Regions from separate parts of the Mus musculus genome. Here all the other regions are linked to region 1. A link is a contact called in public HiChIP or PLAC-seq data. All regions are on one chromosome and are shown on one strand. Each heading gives the region's core, a stretch centred on a gene start, on an enhancer-like site or on the middle of the called end of the contact. The rest is flanking DNA. Distances are from core to core; before and after follow the strand shown. Region 1 has its middle 6.4 kb from the start of Gm40577. Region 2 has its middle 11 kb from the start of Dlk1. Region 3 holds the start of Ankrd9 (ankyrin repeat domain 9).

What was found. HiChIP or PLAC-seq counts read pairs in DNA pulled down with a chosen protein or histone mark.
Region 2: a contact with region 1 is called in a FOXA1 HiChIP or PLAC-seq map of pancreatic cancer cells. The contact joins two enhancer-like sites. A contact is called at or near these places in 1 of 39 promoter capture datasets (cranial neural crest) and 3 of 115 datasets of contacts at active chromatin or transcription factors (embryonic stem cells, pancreatic cancer cells and stem cell-derived neural progenitor cells).
Region 3: an HNF4G HiChIP or PLAC-seq map of pancreatic cancer cells shows a contact between it and region 1. The contact joins the promoter of Ankrd9 here to the enhancer-like site in region 1. A contact is called at or near these places in 2 of 39 promoter capture datasets (embryonic stem cells and pre-B cells), 1 of 15 datasets of contacts at CTCF or cohesin (embryonic stem cells), 8 of 484 Hi-C or Micro-C datasets (CD4 T cells, the G1E-ER4 cell line, cerebral cortex and 3 more) and 4 of 115 datasets of contacts at active chromatin or transcription factors (embryonic limb bud, embryonic stem cells, microglia and 1 more).

What each region holds. Positions count from the first base shown.
Region 1 is chr12:110,422,911-110,425,939 of GRCm38.p6, reverse strand. No RefSeq gene overlaps it. Among named protein-coding and RNA genes, the nearest start is that of Gm40577, 6.4 kb to the right of the region's middle. Within about 2 kb of position 1,534, at least 15 of the 459 cell types and tissues checked have an H3K27ac peak or open chromatin away from gene starts, as enhancers often do. A contact at or near this core is called in pancreatic cancer cells, where this site is marked.
Region 2 is chr12:109,440,640-109,443,668 of GRCm38.p6, reverse strand. No RefSeq gene overlaps it. Among named protein-coding and RNA genes, the nearest start is that of Dlk1, 11 kb to the left of the region's middle. Within about 2 kb of position 1,613, at least 73 of the 459 cell types and tissues checked have an H3K27ac peak or open chromatin away from gene starts, as enhancers often do. A contact at or near this core is called in pancreatic cancer cells, where this site is marked.
Region 3 is chr12:110,977,652-110,980,680 of GRCm38.p6, reverse strand. Ankrd9 (ankyrin repeat domain 9) reads left to right here and starts at 1,641. Exons shown (of 3, transcript NM_175207.5): 1 at 1,641-1,841; 2 at 2,554-2,733.

The sequences.
Region 1 (3,029 bases), core at 285-2,784:
GAGGACTGTTTTGCCACGTCCCATGGGTCTAAGGCATTCCTCCTTGTCAAGAATACACACCCTGTAGTGGTTTGAATACCCTTAGCCCAGGGAGTGGCACTATTGGGAGATGTGGTCTTATTGTAGTAGGTGTGTCACTGTGGGGTGGGCTTTGAGGTCCTAACTTAAGCTCCTCCCATCTCGGAAGAGAGCTTCCTCCTAGCTGTCCAAAAATGCCAGTCTTTCCTGGTTGCTTTTCAATCAAGATGTAGAACTCTCAGCTTCTCTGGCACCATGTCTGCCTGGATGCTGCCATACTTCCTGCTATGATGATAGTGGACTGAACCTCTGCACCTGTAAGCCAGCCCCAATTAAATGTTGTCCTTATAAGAGTTGCCTTGGTCATGGTGTCTGTTCACAGCAATGGAAACCCAAACTAAGACACACCCACCCACTAATTTATTCACTTCTTAAACATTTACTCAAGGATCCCTCCACTCTCCACAGGGAGTTAGTAACTGTTAGTAACTGTTAGTTAGTAATCCCATGTCTCAGTAAGGTGCCCACTAGGATCTGAGGCTGGCGAGATGGGGCTGGGGAGCTGCTGCAGGCATTGTGGCCTGTGTCATAGTCTGGTCTAGATTCTAAAGGATTTTTACATAAAAATTTGCAGGACATGGCTCTCCAGCCCAGAGCACATTGCGCCTGGACTCTCCAAATTTATATTCTCTGTTCTGACACAATCATGCCAGCCAGTCACCCCAATGCCAGCCAATCACCCCAGTGTCTTAACAGCTCTGATATCATGTCAGACATCTGAAGTTCAAAGTCAGCCGTATTGGATGTGGGTGAGACTCAGGGTCCATCTCAATGCTGCTCTCCGCTCTTGAACCTATAAAATCCAGGCACTGCTATGTTTCAGAATACAGTGGTGGGTTAGGTACAGGACAGACACTCCACCGGGCAACGAGAACTAGGAAAGGAAGGACTTATAGGACCCAGGTGAGCCCAAACCCAGCAGGGCAAATTCCACCAGTCAGGGAAGTCTGAGGGTGGCCGCTGAGTACGTTTTTCCATCCTGAAGGGAAGCTGTATGATAAACAACTCTAACTTCAGGAAGACCCTGAAACTAAGCAGATTTACTTAGCCCCTCCCTCTTGGAGTAAATGGTAAAGGCTGAGAGACCCTCTCAGACAAAGCACAGAAGATTCCCAGAGGAGAAAAGCTACAAGGAGACTTATGCCAGACCAGCTGCTCCGGGGAAATGGTTTAGACCAGAGTCACTTGGGAAGAACACCCCAACCTGTTGAGCTGTCTGCAGGCTGTGCAGTGGGCTCCTTGTGAGCTGTTACCCATGCTGAGGTGGACTTTGATGACACAGCTATCTTTGAGTCATTTCTGCTCCTGTAAGTGACCCCTCACCCAGATTCCTGTAAGTAACCCCAATAAAACTCATTGGCTAAAACTAAGTTGGACTTTGGTCATATTCATACTTTGGTCTGTCACGAGGTCCCTATCTGGGGTGAGTAGATGTGTGTTTTCTAGGAAATATTTTGTCATACAGCAGGGACTTTCTGGCACCAAGCTCTTGCCCTCTAGGCCCATGGGACAGGGCCCTTCTGGATACACAAGGGTGTGTTTTATTCTTTAAATCTGCTGGGGTAGCGGCCACACCTTTACCCAGGCAGAAGGCTCTGCAGTTTGCCAGGCAGGGACAAAGGGTTCAGAGCAAGTCTGCTCCAGGCTCTGGCCCAGTGGCAGTTCTCTGGGACCATGCCTCTAGTGGTGACTCTGTTGTAGGCATACTTTATTGGGTTCTTATATCTACCACCCTTCTCCATCCCAATCCTGTCCAACCTCCCAACACGGGCTAGGAGGAAAAGAAGGCTAGAGGTGGGAGGGGGTGTCATCTCCTTAGACTGCCTCCTGCTGATCAGGGGTGTCGGGTACCTTGGGTGCAGGTCCAGTCTTCACTGTCAGGATATATGGTTTCTTCTTCATGTCTCTTTACCCAGCAACCAGGAGCAGCAGGGGGAGCAGCCACCATCACAGGCCCTCTCTGGGCTCCTTTCAAGAGTCCCCAGAATTCTAAACATAAGCTATCTACAGGGGGCAAAAATCACACCCCTGCTAGAGCATGAGACAAATCATAGCAGCTGTGGACAACCTGAAGCAGCCCCACAGCCCACGCCTGGGATTAAAACAAACAAACAAACAAACAAACAAACAAACAAACAAAACATATTTACATAACATAACCATGGCTTTTTAAAAAATTAGATATTTTCTTTATTTACATTTCAAATGCTATCCCGAAAGTTCCTTGTATCCTCCCCCTGCCCTGCTCCCCTACCCACCCACTCCCACTCCTTGGCCCTGGCATTCCCCTGTACTGGGGCATATAAAGTTTGCAAGACCAAGGGGCCTCTCTTCCCAATGATGGCTGACTAGGCCATCTTCTGCTACATATGCAGCTAGAGACACGAGCTCTGGGGGTACTGGTTAGTTCATATTGTTGTTCCACATAACCAGGGTTTTAATGATAACACATTCTCAGTACAGTCTACACCTCCCCATACATCCAAGGTGCTCCTGGGTTATGAGGCCAAGCCTCACCGGGCATTACCCTACGGGAGGCTCCCTTTGGTGTGCCCACAGTCTGTCTCTGTCTTTTCTCTTTTGGAGACAGGATTTCGCTGTGTAGTCCAGGCCCTGTCTCAGCCTCCCGAATGCTAGGATTAGAGCTATGCACCATCATGTCCGCTTTCTGAGGCATCTGTCTGGGATGGAGAAGACAAGACCAGTGGGACCTGCATTGTCTTGAACATAACTGGTTCCTGGCTTCTGCTTGAGAGTGAATCTTCTCAGAGGGTCACCTGAGCATACCTGGGTTCTCTCTGGAAACCCTCTCATTCTAACGCTGAGGACTTACCAACCCTGTAACTTCTGCTTCCCTGTGCTGAACGCTGCCTGCTAAGAAGCAGTCAGGGGACCAGGCGGTGCCTTCCACAGTTCAGAATGGTCTCAGCTAAATGTCCTCTAGTGTGGCT
Region 2 (3,029 bases), core at 364-2,863, 980 kb after region 1:
CGGCAACCTACCAGCCAAGACCTGGACCCAAGGCCTCTAGAACCAGCACCTAGGATCTAAAATGGACTCTACAGGCCAGCATCCACTTCTGGAGATCCGGGCCCAATCTCCCTGCTTGACAGCGAGAGTTAACAGACCCTGTGAGCTAAGAGGCAAGACTGGGGAGGTCTGTGTGAATCAGGGCCTCCCAGGCAGGGCTCAGCACAAGACAGATGGTTCATGCAAGATGGTGAGATCAGAGAGAGCTTATTAGAGAGACTATTTACAGCAAAGTGGGTGAGGTGAAAAAAAAAAAACAGACAGATGACAGCAGGCCCAGTTACCCTACAGGCCTAGGGGGTATCAGTACCTGGGCTGGAAACTCAAAGCTAGTAGAGAAGCTATGTGCTTCAGTGGAGGAAGCTCCAGCTCACAGGATCTGACCTCCATCCCAGGTGATGGCCAAGTTCACCAGGTCTAGACACAAAGGGTCAGGGGTGGAGGCTTTGCAAGTTAGAGAAGCCCACGGGACTTTCCTGGGTTTTGTGTTATTCCTAAGTGTGCATATGTGTTCACCACATAAGAGCCTGGTGCCCAAGGAGGACAGGGAAAAAAAAAAAAGGTGTTGGATCTTGAACCACCACACGGGTGCTGGGAACTGAACCAAGAACTGCAAAAGCATCAAGTGCCCTTAACGACTGTGTTCCAGTCTCCGTTTTGGCCAAGTGTCAGCCGCTCATACGACTGGCTCCTTGCCTGGTGTCCCTAAGCACCCTTCTTCAATCCTTTTCATGAAAAAACAAACAAACAAACAAACAAACAAACAAACCAAAAAAACCCAACGGGACTCCAGACACCCAGAGAGAGTGAAGGAGGCACTCCTCGTAGGTCCCCAATGTCGTAGGGACATCGATTAAGAAAATGAAAACATAGACGCTGTGTGATTGGGACTGTAGGGAGATGCAGAAAAGGAGAGGACCAACTGTGGCCACAGGGAAAAAAGCAAAAGATGGAGACAGGTAGCCAAGGGCTCCAGGATGCAGAGACTATGCACAGTTTAATGTCTAAGTGAGTGCGTGCGTGGGAGCCTAGGCCTTCACTTAACTGTAAGAGGGACCCAAGGGTGTTTGTGGGCTGAAGAGGCTGCAGGTGATGATCCAGCACCTACATGATTAATTGAATGAGGCAAATGCAGCCTGCTCCTCTGAGAGTTTCTGGCGAGTTAGGGAGACTAGGATTTGAACCGACACTTCCACGAGCTCTTTAATTGAGTCTGCAGCATTTGCAGGGGTGAGGAGGGGCTGGGGGTGGGGGGGAACGACACGGGCAGTGAGTCAATGTACCGTGAGCCCCTTCCATCTGTCCTCTGGTGCCACTGGCAAAGAGAACAGCCATGCTGCGGAGCCCAGCCTGTTGGATACTCTCTGCCACTGGCCTTGTAGTAGGCACACTTGGGCGTTAATTGTGCTTTTAACTTTCAAAGTGGTTTCGCATTGATTTTATTTACACAGAACCTGGCGTTTGTCACGCTCTGCCTCGGAGGCTAGTGAGCCACTTTGCGCACTGGGAAGTATCCAGAGCCTCTGAAAGATCTAGCTGGTGCCCGGTTCTCATCTGTATCCTGGACACACCGTTGGGGCCCAGAGAGCATTTGTTGATTTAGTGTGTAATGTGTGGGCGGAGAGCTAGGGAGAATACTCACTCTACAGGAAAGGTATATCTCTCTTGTTGTGACCATCAAAGGGGTCTTTTTGGGGCTACCAGAGAGTCTCATCTGGTAGCTACCCCTCAGTCCCTCCCATGCCAGACAGGACCCCCTTCTAGGGACTTCTCTACAGAGTCCTGTTCCTTATCCCTGGAGTGGATCTCAGTGCTAAGAAATGGGTGGCGGGTGGGTATGTGAATGTGTTTAACCCTGCCTTCACTTCAAGGTGGGGAGGGGTTCCATCTGGCCCCAGTCCAGACCTCTTTAGCACCCAGGGGTGCCGGGCCTGGTCCCAGGCTGGTGTTCAGTTCAGGCAGAACAGAGCTGGAGCAGCTGGGAGGGGCTGTTCTGTCCCCTTCCGTGGAGCTGGCAGGTTGCCTGCCAGCTGGGCTACACACAGGCCGTGGGCAGGGATTCCCCTGGGAGGAGCTGCGGCTTTCTGGTAGTTTGGGGTGCCTGTACTTCCTCGATGCCAGTATTTTTAACTTGGCCCAGTTTTTAATAAACTGTCTGTGTGGGGAGCAGTAACCGACAGTTAAGGGATTCAACTACAACACTACTCTGAGGAAAAAAAACCTCATGACTGGTTCTGAGGCCAGGGAAGGCCTGTGCTTCCTGTGGCCACTGAAGTTGCAGAGTTGGGACAGATGGGTGGCAGGGCCAGGGAGCCAGGAACTTCGTGGCCCCTGGCAGCTGTATTAGAGACTTCTATGCTTTTCTGTAGCCCAACTTCATCCCAGACCCCGCTGCATGCCCTCCAGAGGGTCCCCTCCATATGTACTTGGCTCTGCCACACATTGGGGATCTTGCAGGGACTGTCCTGTCTCTACCTATGCCCCTAAATACCACCTGCTTGCTCATGCCTTCCATCTCCTAGTCCCATAAGACCCTTGTTCTTCCCCAATGCTTCCTTCACCAAGGACCTTGGGCAGACAGTCTGTTTGTCTATCCATCCCTATCCTCCTGTCTGGGCTGACTATGAGAAGAAGCAATGCCTCTATTCTCCCCTCATCTAAGAAGAGTGTGTGTGGGGGGGGCACAACTCTTTATTGACAGATCTTCTACCATCATGGCCAGGTCTAGACAGGATCTGTCACCTCCCTGTCCTTATCCTGCCAAGGCTACAGACACAATCCTGGCTGTTCCTTAGGGAAAATGAGACTCTCTCTTTCACTGGGGAGGTTCCTAGAGTAAAGCTACAGATTGGCCCAGAGAGCAACAGTGGGTGTTTAAATACTGCTCTTCCTCAGGCAGGATTGGGTTGCCGAGAAACTGAAGGAGGTGGTCACCCTTTCCATGTGATCTGAAGGGTGCCACAACTGTCTGCCTCCCACTCCAAGGACTC
Region 3 (3,029 bases), core at 392-2,891, 550 kb before region 1:
CACGTGTTTGCCCCAGCAAAACACCATCTGACACAATGACTTTCCAAAGACCACTTAAGTTTCCCCTTCAACTAGCTGAAACAACTAGCCCAGTGAGGTTGAACACCGCGTAGATTCTTGGACTTCCCATTCACAGCTGCCCATTGTTGGGTTAGTTGGACTACAGACTAAGTCATTATAATAAATTCCCTTAATATATAGAGACATTGCATAAATTCTGTGATTCTAGAGAACCCTGACTAATACAGGTGAAGAATAACAGGAAGTCTCCATGTGTGCACGTGTGTATGTGCGTGTGTGTACACGTATGCCTGCTTAAGTCTACTCAAAGGAGCCAGGTGAGAGAGACTCCAGCTTAAAGTCCCTTAGCCCCTGCTGGCACAGAGGAGCCAAGAGGGTTGAAGGCTGTATACACATTTGCTCTGAGGTAGGGGAGGGGAGGTTGCTTTGAAGGTGCTAGCTGTCTGCTGGACAGAGGCAGGAGGAAGGGCTTGGATGGAGGCTGCAGGAACCCTTGGCCCTAACTGAGCCTCTAAGGGCATTGTGGAAAAGAAACTGGCCGTGCCTGTGAATGGAGTTTGGAACTATTTCATCAGGGGGATCCTTGCCTCTGGTAAGGTGGGGTGAGAGTCCCAAGGTCCAGGCGTGGCAGCTTTCATCTGTGCATTTGGAATGGACTTGGCACTCCCACACCCCTGATGAAGTCAGGGGCTCCCTCAGGCTCTAGGGTCAGCCATGGGAAGGCTAGAACATGCTCCCAGTTCTGCCTGAGTGAAAAACAGCCCCAAAGTGTACCTTTCTTTGGACAACCGACTCTCTCTCTCTATCTCTCTGTGTGTGTGTGTTTTGAGATAGGGTTTCTCTGTAGTCCTGGCTGTCTTGGAACTTGCTTTCTAGACCAGGTTGGCCTTCAGTTCAGAGATCCACCTGCCTCTGCCTTCTGAGTGCGGGGATTAAAGATATGTGCCAACTCACACTGGACTTAAATAACTATCTACCTCATAGCAGGCATCATAATTCTGCCCCCCCCCCTTTTCTCCTGTGTTAGTGGTAAAGTCAAAGTGAAAGAAAGCGTTTAGCCCAGAAGACGACACAATAGGCACTATAAACAGCTCTTATACACGCATGCATCCATGCCTTTCTTTTGAGATTGGAGCCGAGGCTAGCCATGCCAGGGCGTTGGCAGGGCAGAGCAAGGTTCAATAGTTTAAGGGCTCAGTCCTATTCTAGGCCTTCCCACACGCAGATGGGGTAACAGCTGGATGTTTCCCCAAGGTCAGTGAGGGTCAGAGCAAGGGAAGCCCAGAGCAGGACTCTTGCAGCAGCCGCAAGCGCAAGCCAGGGAGCCTATTCTTGTGTGCAGTCTAGGACCGCACAGATCCAGCTCCAGGAGCCTGCCGGGACTCGCCCCGCCTCCATCACGTCCCGCCCTCCAAGCTCTGCCCGGTGCCCGGCATCTCTCACCACCCCTCCCCACCCCGCCACCTCGGGGCCCTCAAGTTTCTCCGAAGTTTTCCGCGGGTCCCTCTGAGAGTCCCGCCCCCTGGCCCGTGACGCAACAATGGTGCAGCGCGACGACCAATGGGTAGCGGCGGGGGCCGGCGGCGTGAGCCAATGGCGGCGGCGGCCCGTCCCGCGGTCCTGCCCGGCCCCGGCCGCACTGCGCCGCCCGCCGCCCTCCCCTCGGCGGCACCAGCACCGGCATCGGGAGACGGTGTCGCGGCGGCTCAGAGTGCAGCGGGCGCTGCCTCCGCTCCCGGCGTCGTGGGATCTCTGTCTGCTCGCCCGTGCATGGACGGCGCGCGCTCCGGCCCGCCGCAGGGACAGGGTCGCGCGGCTTGGTGAGTCGCCTGCCCCGAGCGCCCCGGTGCGCAGGTGCAGCCCCTGATCCTGGCCACCGGCCCGCAGACACTCGGGCGCGCCCCGGGAGGGGTCAGGGAGGATCTGGCCGGCGGCCCAAGCTCCAGTCACAGAGCCGCGGCCGTGACTCTGCCCAGTGACGTGGGGCGGCCGAACTTTACGTAACCCGCCCGGCACCCCACGCGTGCCCACACAGTGCATCTGGGGCGCAGGGGGCCCAGGTTCCGGGAGGAGCTGCAGTCATGCCAATCCCCTCAGAGGGGCGTCTGCCGCAGCCCACTCTATAGTGCTCACCTCTGTAACCCAGTTAATGGTCATGACACTGTGGACGAGGCCCTCTGGCTGTCCCAGGTCCCTTGTAACCTAGAGCTTACCCTTGCTGGAGGCAGTAGGGCTCTTGGGCAGGGAGACCAAGGGTGAATGGCCAGGGCTCAGGTTTGAGGCTTGGGACCCAAGGTGGAGGTAGGGTTTTTAAACTGGGGTCTGCAGTGTATGGAACGGCCCTCAAACAGAACGCAGGAGACCTAGGCTCTTGTCCTGGCTCAGCCTGACTTGGTGACTGACCTTGGACTAGCTTGTCCCCCGTTGAAAAGTGAGATGGCAGTATCGGCCTCATGTGGATGGACCTCGAGAGGACTGCAGGTGGTGTATGCTCCAATCCCCCCACTGACTTCACCTTTTCCCTCCTCCCAGGAGCTCCTTCCTGATGGGCAGGAAAATTGTTTGTGGATAAAAGAGCCAGAGCCACTTTCCAACTCTGGCTGCGGGCGGGCGCACTGCCAGCCCTGGGCCACCACTTTCTTGTTGATGAGGTTTGGTGTGTTAGAGTGAATACCTGCATCTACAGAACCCAGGGCCGCCTGCAGGAACCAGGTAGGTCTAAGTGAATAATCTCCACGACCCTCCTGGAAAGAAGTTTGAGTAGTCTCTTGGGGTCAGGGTAGAAGTAGAGTTGGGGCTGGATTTGGGGGTGTGAGGGTGATTTGGGCTCAACTTGTGCTGTGAGCCTGAGTCTTCTGCGATGTCCCATGGGTTCCTCTTTATTTGCAGTTGGAAGGACCTGGCTCAGGTGTGAAAGGAGCGCTTTTTGAAGGTTCCAGGGCTGCAGAGGGTTGGCACACGGAAGGCTCCAGCAGATCCAGCCTTCTCTAGCACAGGCAAGAGAGGAA